2 separate regions of the Mus musculus genome follow, and region 1 is linked to region 2. The links are chromatin contacts, called in public HiChIP or PLAC-seq maps. All regions are on one chromosome and are shown on one strand. Each heading gives the region's core, a stretch centred on a gene start, on an enhancer-like site or on the middle of the called end of the contact. The rest is flanking DNA. Distances are from core to core; before and after follow the strand shown.

The links. HiChIP or PLAC-seq counts read pairs in DNA pulled down with a chosen protein or histone mark.
Region 1: a contact with region 2 is called in an H3K27ac HiChIP or PLAC-seq map of embryonic stem cells, with 6 read pairs. The contact joins two enhancer-like sites. A contact is called at or near these places in 2 of 115 datasets of contacts at active chromatin or transcription factors (both in embryonic stem cells) and 2 of 9 other capture datasets (liver and macrophages).

The regions. Positions count from the first base shown.
Region 1 is chr14:76,491,300-76,496,790 of GRCm38.p6, reverse strand. The region is part of intron 1 of Tsc22d1 (TSC22 domain family, member 1); the gene reads right to left. Among named protein-coding and RNA genes, the nearest start is that of 4930444M15Rik, 27 kb to the left of the region's middle. Within about 2 kb of position 1,555, at least 25 of the 459 cell types and tissues checked have an H3K27ac peak or open chromatin away from gene starts, as enhancers often do. A contact at or near this core is called in embryonic stem cells, where this site is marked.
Region 2 is chr14:76,079,784-76,085,308 of GRCm38.p6, reverse strand. No RefSeq gene overlaps it. Among named protein-coding and RNA genes, the nearest start is that of Gpalpp1, 28 kb to the left of the region's middle. Within about 2 kb of position 3,633, at least 19 of the 459 cell types and tissues checked have an H3K27ac peak or open chromatin away from gene starts, as enhancers often do. A contact at or near this core is called in embryonic stem cells, where this site is marked.

The DNA.
Region 1 (5,491 bases), core at 306-2,805, 410 kb before region 2:
TTTGAGCTCCTTACACCTTAAAAATAGTCACTGCAGCCTAACATTTCACGAGAAATTCCTGAGGTAGCAGTAGAGACGAGGCAGGAGGACCAGATCGGCCCATTTCTTCTATGTACACAGAATCAGTCAGTCTCGGTGACCTTAAAGTAGACAAACTTAACTAACGAAAGAGTTCTCTTTACAAAGGTAAAGATAAGCTGGAGGGTGGTCCACAGCCACTGAGCGCCTAGTACAGCTCGGACTCAGGTGAGAGAGCTCACTGCAGTGTGAGCTCTTCTGCTCTGACTCACTCCCTATGATGGCCTCTCTGGACACTGGTGGTGGAGCTCTGCCCGGGGGGGTGGGGGGGCTTCCTCTTCACTACGAATTAGTCAGAATTTTAAAGAGGAAACAAGCTTTGTGGACAATTTTGTTTTGATACGCCTTAAGATACGTGTCCGGAATTTACCTACACAACTGGAGGATGGGCACAGAAACAGCTTATCAGTATATTGCCCAAAAGTGGCACAGAGCCTACAGTCTGGTGCAGCAGGGTGTGTAGGTCTGGTCTGCAGTGGAGACCAACCCTCCCAGCCCTCTGCTAGGATGCAGAGCAGACTGACCAGGGATGTCCGAGGCAGCTAGCTCCTCAGTCAGGCTCACTGCAGCTCCAGGCTGGCACATTACAGTGCAGAGATGGCCGTGAAAGGTGTTCAATGGTGACCTCCTGGGCCTCCTTCCGAGAGCCCCCAGGAGCTGTGAGAAAGGCCAGGGGAGTTCAAGAGGCGGGAAGGGAACGATACTTTGTAAATAAGGCAGGCTGTGTGGCATTAGCAGTGTGTCTGGTGGCAAGTGGTACCCAAGTACTCCTGTGGATCCTGGCTCACAGCAGGCAGTACCCTCTAATCTCTAATCTCCTCACACAACGTCTATGTGTGATGCTAACCTTGTTATATTCTCACTAGTTACAACTCAGTAAGGGAAAGGGGGCAAGAGGGCAAAGAGAAGTAACAATGGAGTGGGCCCAGGCCAATGAAGAGGGAGATGTGGGTCTCTTTCTGACTTTCACACATGTACCTTTCCTCTCTCTGTCTCTGTCTCTCTCTCTCTCTCTCTCCCTCTCTCTCTCTCTCTCTCTCTCTCTTACACACACACACACATTTTAAAAATAAAAACTGATAACATTTTTTAAAGGACTAATATAATACATTTTGGCCAGAAGGATACAAGCTAAAATTTTCGAAATTCTCTTTGGGCACTCCTCTCCCATTCATTTATCCATCCTTATTCAACAAAAACTGTGAAAGGCCAGGAACTAAAGTTACAAAGACAAATGAGTCAGAGGGACTGGGGACAGGTGAAGGGGAAGACAGAGGAGGAGGGTATGCTATCTGATGTAACAGGATATACACACACAGGATGACGTTCAGAGAAAGAAGTGGAGGGGGTGGGTCTGAGAGCTCAAGATGCCCTCTGGGCCTTGAAAAACAAGGCATTTACATGGTACAAGGGGGGATGGGGGTGGGGAACACCTGAGAGAAGGAAATGACCAGACAAATGCCTGGGTCACGAGGCAGCTACACCAGGGCTTGATGTCAATCTGGAACTGACTGGCGGCAGTCGGAGGTGGAGCTTGTGGAGGGGTTGCAGAGAAGTAGCAATGGGGAACAGGTTAAAACAGGCTGGGGCCGGGCAGGCTCCAGGGAGACTGGGATTCCTGGTAGCTGGGGGTCAAATGGGGTGTGTGTTTTATTTAGGAAGGTCACTGCCAATGTACAAGATTCCTGTAGGAATGGCAGAGGGAGACCACGCGGGAGGGAGAGAGAGGTGATGACCAGAGGCAAGTTCAGCAGGTAGGTGATTCTCAGCTTTCCAGGTAGGAATGTGCGGAAGGTGACGGTCATTAACCAATCAGATTCTACGGCTGGCTGGTGAGAGAGATAGTTGGTTTGGGGAAAAAGGATGGTGACTGGTTGGACCCAGCAGCCAGGGGGAAATATGGTCTGGAACTCAGGAGAGAGTGGGCCTAAGAGAAATGTTTATAGTTGAGAGATGGCAAAACTATCCATAGGACTGGCTGTAACCACCTCAGGGCTGTGCATGGGAAAGAGAAGTGGAGCGGGGGCACAGGTCATCAAGGGCGGCCATTAGGCAGAGACGTGAGCTTTCTATGGGTCTGGTGGACACAACAGAAGGTGGCGTGGTGTAAGCTATGTTTTCTAGATCCTAGCATACAACAGTAGTCTCTTGAATGACCAAAGTGACAGAGATGACCTCACAGAGGACGACAAGGAAGAAAGGGACAACTCAAATAACAATGCCAAGTGGCCCAAATGTTCCTCAGGAAGCCACCAAATGTGTCCTGTGCGAGCCCACTAAAGAGTAGCCGGTCAGCCTGGTCAGACACACACTGTCACAACCAGTGGCTACAGAGAGCACAGTGAGCCTCTGGCCTCTGTTCTCGCCTCCTGAGGGCTAGCTGGCACAACCTGCTGAGAAGACAAGGAAGCACTAGAGTCAAGCCCAGCTCGGGGTCCAGGCTCCTGATGGTTCTCCTCTGTGGGGAAGAGGGGCGAGACTCCTCACAACTCAATAGGAACAAAACAGGCAGGATCCTGTGCTGACAGGCCTCACACTGAAAAGTAAGCCTGATACAAGTGTGTGTGTACATATATATGTGTGTGCATGTGTGTACATGTGTGCATGCGTGTCTGTGTATGTGCATATGTGTGTGTATGTGTGTGCGTGCATGTGTGTGTATATATATATATGTATGTATATATATGTGTGTGTGTGTGTATAGGTGTGTATGGGTGTATGTGTATGGGTGTGTGTGCGTGTGCATGAGAGAGAGACACACACAGTGTAAGCACGGAGGGGACAAAGCCTGGAGCCGAGGAGTGAGGTCAGAGTTAATATGGAGTTAATCTTCAGGAAAGAACTCCTTGAGAAGCGAGTTTGGGGCGGTCCTGGAATGGAGTGAGTCCACCACAGAAGAGCTTTCACACAGAAGAGCTAAGGACGGACACCTCAGACACTCAGGGAGCCCATGACAAAGCCATGGCAAATGAAGCAGCAGCATGAAAATCCGCAGCAACCAATGCATGGAACCACTGCTTCTCTTGCTCCTTGAGCTGCATATTCCCAGGACGACCTTCTCGTAGAGGAGAGGGATGTGCGGCTGACATCACAGTGTCCCTAAGAACTCCAGTGTGGATGTGACAGCAATGGGTACTACAGCCCTCCCCACAGCCTAGGCTAGCTTCTTCAACAATCATTGGGATACGTCTTACCTTCTGAGAAACATTTTCCTGCCCAGAAGTACAAATAATTAATGTTTCCCAACCATAGAACTGGTTGTCTCAGTTTATGCAGTAGACACATGAGGGAACTTCTTGGTTGATTCTTGGTTTAGATAATTCCATGAAGCCCTGTGATTCTTATCAGGAGTTCACATGTTTAAGTAGCTGTTAAAAATTACTTCTGACCAAGTGAGGAAGACTCAACACATACATTGGTTTCCACCTACATACTACTAAAGACAAAAAGAATGCAGTTTTAGCCACATAAAGACAGAAGAAACATGGTAAAGATATCAATTCCGTCAATTTTCAAAGATGAGGGGGGTGCCATCAAATCAAAGACTAAACAAGCCGTAAGGTGAACTGGAAGACAGTTGAAAGCCATCAGTGAGCCCAATGTTTAGAACACACATGCTCCGAGAAGTCCAACATCCAGATGAGCCAAGCCTGGAGCACAGACACCCACTCACGCCTTCAGCAGCCCATGAGCCTCTAGTGTAAGCAGCGGTCACTGCCAGGGAAACGATGCAGTGTGGGACGCTTCACGTCTCAAACGTCTGCACAGATTCAACATGGCAGGACAAGAGGGGTCTGCATGGAGGAGGAGCTGGCCTTCAAAGTGGCACTGTGAACATTGACAGAACTAAAGAGAAACTGAGGACGTATCTCAGACAAGAACAGAACGAGGGAGAGAAGGAGGGAGGACACGAGAGAGCAGTTACTCAGATGAGCTGACATCGTCAAAGAAGAGAACCAGGCAAAGGTTAAGGATCATAAAATAATCTGAGTTTCTACAGCTACAGATGCTGACTCTGGTCTATCAAGACAGCATGGACCATGGATGTTTCTCATCTGGTGTAGATTTCGGTCACAAGAAACCCGACAGTGCCAGCAGCAGCTGTACCAAGCCACCAGGAGCTACCTCAGTCCACAGCTGTGTCTCACAAGGCCAGCATTTCACATTTCATGCTTCTCCAAATCTTAGCGCTTCTATATCAAAAAAGTATGATTCAATGTCCCAAAGATGGCTAGTCTCCCTGTTTTACTATCAAACAGCGAATGCAAAGGAAAAAAGTATGAAGAAGCTAGGGAGAGATCAGCCATCTCCCCTGGAGGAGGCAGAAGGGAACCCTTGCCATGTGCATTGTCAGTGGTCTATACACCCCCCACCCCCCACCCCGAGAGAGACAGACAGACAGACACGGGGGTGGGGGTGGGGGCGGGGTGGAGACTGTTGTAAGCAAGTGCTGCATTGTCATTTGGGACAATGACTGAAAAACAGAACAACTGGAAAGACTGTTAAGGTGACTGACATGTAGATGGCAGTGAATAAGAAATCAATCAGAAATAGCCCTCTTCCATAATCAGAGAAATAATTTTCTCCATAAAGACCAGAATTTGGCAGATCACGATTTCTTCCAGGCTAAGGTGGCTGAGTAGTTTCAGGCCCCCTGGCTTCCAGAGCCTTCAGCTACAGGTGAGACAGATAAGAAAACAGCCAGAGAATTCACCAGTGAAACCAAGGTTACCTGAAGAAGGCAGCCACACGTCCCACCAAGCTTTCAATCTTACTGAAACACCACCTATCATAGTCATATCTATCTTACAGACCCAAGAAACAGGCCCACTGGCACTTCTAGATGATTATTTATATTATTGGATAGACTTGGAAAACTTTTAATGTCTATTTATGGCAAAATAAGAAAAAAATTCTAGGGTTTGCTTTTATTTTCCAAGGACACCAGTGACGTCTTTTTACTTCAGTCACTGTGCCCATCACATCTGATCCTCTCGCTTCTCATGGAGGATGACAGAAGTCACTGTACCCATCACTTCTGATCCTCTCACTTCTCAGTGGGAAAATGACAGAAGAAGTTACTCATGTTCTCCTAACAGCACAGTCCTACATGGCCTTGGGAGATAAGCCGAAGTAACCTCTCCATTTAATCTCAACGTACTGTGTCTCAACTGCGACTTTGTTACTTTGGACCTTCAAGTCTCTCTCTCTCTCTCTCTCTGTGTGTGTGTGTGTGTGTGTGTGTATGTGTGTGTGTGCACGTGTGAATGCACACCTACACTTGTGTGTATCTCAAACCTTACAGCACATTCGTGGAGGTCAGAGAGCAATCTGTAAGTGTGGGTTCTGTCTTCCACCCTGTGGGTGGGGTGTTCTCCATCAAGTGCATAATGCCAGGTTGGCAAGCAGTCCT
Region 2 (5,525 bases), core at 2,384-4,883:
GTAGCAAACAGGCTGGACTTCACTCCTTCAAGCCCAAGACAGGATGTAGTGTTAGCAACCCGAAGTTAGCTGTCAATCAGGGGTCAGGGTGACTTGGACTGGGTGTCCTTGGGTTCTCTCAGTGCTGTGTGTATTTCTTGACTCTGAACCATAGGATCCCTCAGAGGAAGGGAAGGCATGGTTCTCAGAACAATGGCGTATATTCATGGCAAACAAAATCTAGAGGAGGGAAAAGAGAAACCTACCGTTGGCAAAAGCCTAGCATGGAGTAGTTAGGCATGGCTTTTCAGTGGATTTGAGTAGAGGTCATTTTTAATTTACAGTTGTATTATCATTCGCAATTAAATAAGTTGCTATGGTGCTTCCAGCCTCTCAGACACAGCAGTTAGATCATTCGTAAATGTATGCTTTCAGAGCCAAGAAGGCGAGGGATTGTTCTTGCACAGGAAGCTGTTCCAAAGTGGATTTTGCTTATGTTCCTAGCAAACTACCAATCTCCAACGTGGGCAGTAACCGCAGTGATTTAAGTGTTAATGACACAAACTGTGCTTGTTCCAGAGCTCTGGGGTTTCTGTTAGAATTTGGGAGAAGGTTCTGGGGTCATTTAAACCAACTCAGTAATTAACTACAGCCAAAAATCTAGCAGCATACTGAGAGGAAGAGGAAAAAACACAAGGAAAGAATGGCCTGTTGAAGCCTCCCCCGGAAACTGTTTCCACTCTAGACAAATGTCTAGGAAAGAACACTAAGTCAGCTCCTGTTGCCGTGTATTTATCGAGCCTATACAATATGTAAAGTGCTGATCTGAGAATACAAAAATACATAAGACATGACCTTTAACTCACCAGTCTAGTGGGGCAGACAATATGCAGAACCAACTAGTGCTATCTGTTGAGCACATGCCAGAGGTGTGTACATGTACTGATTGTGATCGTAGGGCATGCCTGGGCATGAGCTGAGAAGAAAGGGCTACAGTGAATCTCAGTGGATGCTGTTGCTGGTGTGTGGGCATTGAAGAGTGAAAGAGACCAGCTAGAAAGGAAGAGCCAATGCAGGGGGTTCAGCCTGTGGAGCTGAGGGTCAGCAGTCAGCAATGTTGCAGAGAAGACAGCCTGGATAGGAGGAGGGACAAGGGAAGCTGGCTCTGTGAGTTAAGTGTTTGAGGGTTACACATTTGAACCTGAATTTGAAGTACAGAGATACAAATCTGTATGTAACCCTGCCCCCGGGAGCAGATGGAGACTGGCAGACCTAGAGCAGTGGTTCTCAACCTGGGGGTCACGCAGGCTAGATAATTTGCACTGCAGTTTATAACGGTAGCAAAATCACAACTATGGAGTAGCAAAGAAATAATTGTATGGCTGGTGGTCATCACAGCACGAGGAACTGTATTAAAGGGGTGCAGCATTGTGAAGGCTGAGAACTACTGTCCCAGAGGATTATGAAGGCTGAGAACTCCGTGAGAGACCCTGGGGCTGGATAGATTGCTTAGCAGAGGATTTAGGTTTGGTTCCCAGCACCAAAATCAGACAGCTCATGATGCAGGCACCGACACTTACACATAAAATAAGGCATGGTAGTGGAGGAAGGCACCCAGCATTAGCTCTGACACACACAACATCTGATACTAGAAACCAGGAGCCAAAAATGGTTACTAGCCTTGGTAAGTCTGTGAATATAGAGTCACAAAGTTAGGGGAAGTATGCCTGACATATATAAGTAGAAATTCTGTTAACTGGACTGTTGGGGGAACTCTCATCAAATGCATAGATTAATCCTTCTCAAAAAGACACATTAGCCAGGGCCCACCGGTGAGAAAACTCAGTGGGTACAGATGCTTGTCTTCAAGCCTGAAAACCTGAGTTCAGTCCCTGGAACCCACACAGTAGAAGGAGAGAGCAGATGATTCCTATAGGTTGTTCCCAGGCGCATGCACACACACACACACACACACACACACACACACACAAAAGGGGGGGGAGGAGAGGGAGAGCTCAAATTTTACACGTCTATTTTTTCTAATCTACAGAATCTTAACCACAAACACCAGATAACCTTCATTCTACCTAGATAAGCATCAGAGTGCACTTGCGGAGAGTATAAGCTGGGGCTTCAAGGTTCAGGATAAGCACCGAAGGCCAGAGAGAGAAAACTGCACAAAGACAAGCAGAGAGCTACGTTAGTGGTCCTAGAATGGCTTAGATGCCATGACAGAGGATGTCTGTTGCTGATGCAACCAATCCAAGGCAAGAATCTACAGATTCTGGTTGGGGAGCCAGAAGAAGAATAGCGATTCCAGGCTAGACGGGGAAGAGCCCGACAGGAGACTAACAAACTGGGAGAGACACTACATATGAGACTAGTCTATATGAGACTAGTCTACCGTACATTAATCATATACAATGACAGATTTCATTTTGACATTGTCATCCGTGTATCTGATGCAGTTTGATTAAATTCACCCAGTCATCCCTCGTACTGCTGCTGATCCATTTCCTCTCAACAAGTCTCTACTGTTTCTTTCTTTTTGGTGACCCAGTGAATTTAATTAAGGTTGCTTCCGTGAGCATGGGTGAGGAGTTAGGTGCAGAAACATAAGCAACTTCCCATTGGCTACACCATTAAAAGAAATGTTTCCCCTTTCCCCAGCAAACATTAACTGTCACTAACTCTCAAGAAACAGGACCCCAGACGGTAACCTTGTTAACTTGACTGGATCGAGGCACACCTAGGAGATTAGTAAAACACCTCTACATATGTTTGGGGTTGGGGGTGGATTTCAGGAGACAGGCAGATCCTGTGGGTTCTGATCTAATGGGTAGATTAACATATTGAGTCATAATAAGATCATTAGTGGGAGGTGGTGTAAGATACGAAGTAGAACCTAGTTGGGGAAGCAGGTCGCTGAACTGGTATCCGTGGGAGATGGCTGCTAAATGGGACCCTGACCTCTTCCTGTATTCTTCCGTCTCAGCTTCCTGTCCTTCATGAGGTGAGAAGTGCCGCTGTCACATGGCAGCACCATGATGCTTGGGCTAAAGGCACAGAGCGACTGACCAAGGACTGAGGCCTTGAAACCACGGGTCGAAATAAATCTTTCTTCCTTTAGATTGTTGCTGTGGGGGATTTTGTGGCGATGACACAAGAGTAATTGTACCTCACATTATCGGGGGGGGGGGGGGGCGACTTGAAGAACTCAGAGCACATATTGCCTTGCTCCTTAGGTCTGTCGTCCTTTGTGATCCCATTTCATCCGCATCTGCCCTTCAGTTCCTGTTCTCTCTCTGCATCTACGCATGCTCAAGATCCTCCCATTTAAAAGCAAAATGACAGCAAAAGCGAACGTCCTTCAAGGATGAGGTCAAGACAAAATTAAAGCTCAGCAATAATGGGAAGTTCCTAAGCAGATGCAAATAGGAGAACAGCATTTCAAATCTGTGAAAGTCGTCAGCCACTCAATCATGGGTGTTGACACTGTAAGACTCCGGGGAGCCTTAGCTTACCAGGGACCCCAGTGAACCATGTGGAGCCGGGATCCATGCAAAAAAGAAAGAGGAATTTATTGTTCCCGCTAGCGCACTGGAGTTGGCCCAGACCCAAAGGAGAAGCAGCGACCCCTGGCGCCTGTTCGGAGTTTTTATATGGTTTCCAGGGGCAGACTAGCGCATCAGCAACTAGGCACAATATGATTGGTGGAACAGTGCACCCTTTAAACTGATTGGTCTTTAGGGAATGAGGTAACAAGGGAAGTCCTTGTCTGAAGGTGGACAGAAAGTGTCCCCACCCGCAGGTCAGTTCCCACCCTGTGGTCTGAGGAATGTTAATTAGCCTCTCCCTTCCGGAGGGGCGAGTGTTTCATGACCTTCCCAAAATTCCTGAGCTGACCTTTTCAACACTACTGGATAGACATGTGGGAAATGGGTTGGTTTCTGTTTTGCAAAGTATATAGAAAAAAATACCAGGTAGATTAGATAGTCTTAAGGTTAAAAAAAAAGTTCTAGAAGAACTATGTAGATATAGCTGGGCGGTGGTGGCGCACGCCTTTAAACCCAGCACTTGGGAGGCAGAGGCAGGCGGATTTCTGAGTTCCAGGCCAGCCTGGTCTACAAAGTTCCAGGACAGCCAATGCTATACAGAGAAACCCTGTCTCAAAAACCAAACCAAACCAAACCAACCAAACAAACAAACAAAACTATGTAGATATACTTTTATAACATGAGGTAGTTTTGTTATTGTCATGGAGTTACAGGGATTTTCTAAACAGGCATAGTATTCAGAACTCCTAAAATAAAACCTGATAAACTGGTCTCCATTAATGAGAAAACTCAACACAAAAACATAGTTGAGAGATTAGTGAATACCTACTAATCGTAACACAGCAAAAAGCTCAATTCCCTTTGAATTTGAATAAAATGATAAAATACCATTTAGAAAAAATTCAACCAGAACAAAACTAGCTGTCCAGTAGGTAACTGGGCAAAGAATATAAATGCAATAGTCATAGAAACAGAAGAATTCTGAGAAATACTAGAAGAAACAAACTTACTCATAAAGAGAAATGCAGATTAAATACAGTTTGGATCCCAGAGTGATGGCACACACCTGTGACTCTAACACTCAGAAATCTGAGGCAGGAGGACCACCCCATGTTTAAAAGTAGTCTGATGTGCATCATTCATTCCAAGTCAAACCAGGGTGGCATAGCAAGGCCCTGTCTCAAAATAATAGTCCTGCTCCTAGAAAGGCAGCCACAGAGAGGTGCTTCTGTTGGAGCCTTGTCTACTCTGCTCCCTGGGCAGACACTGCCCTGCCGTCCTTCCTGTTCCTATCAGCTTCCCACCAGTGGTCCTCTCTTGGCACCAACACCGTGCCTTCAATTTAGTTGCAGGACTCTGATGGAGAAATGCTTGCAGTTAGTTTAGAAAATGTAAAAACAATCTGTGGCCTTTGAGTTCTTGTTGGAAGATCTTGGAATGATGATAAAGGAAAGGGCCCTTCCTCCAGGATGCGCTGACCATTAGGCTGCCCCCCCCCGCCCCCGCCCCCATTTCTGCCAGGGATAAAACAAAGAAAAACAAACATATATATATATATATGTATATATGTGTGTGTGTGTGTATATATATATATATATATATATATATATATATATATATATATATATCGAGCAAAGGACTGCAAGTTGACCAAAGACACTTTCCCAGCTTGCTCCGGCTGCAAACAACCCAGACACCAAGGGTGGTTTGATATTCTAAGACTTTCCTCTATAATTAAGGGGAAATTTGGGGGGGGTACTCACAGAAAATTCCATGTCCAAAAAAAAAAAAAGTCTGCTCTCTGGCCATCAAAATGACTCTGACTAGGCAGGTAAAAGGCACCTGCTGCCCAAGTCCTAAAGGACTCAATTTGATACCCAGAATCCATAAGATGGGAGAAGAACAACTCCAAAGTTTGTCATCTGACCTCCATATGCACAGTGGCACAGGCAGCCCCCACACACTACTTAATTTTCAATATGTGTGAAA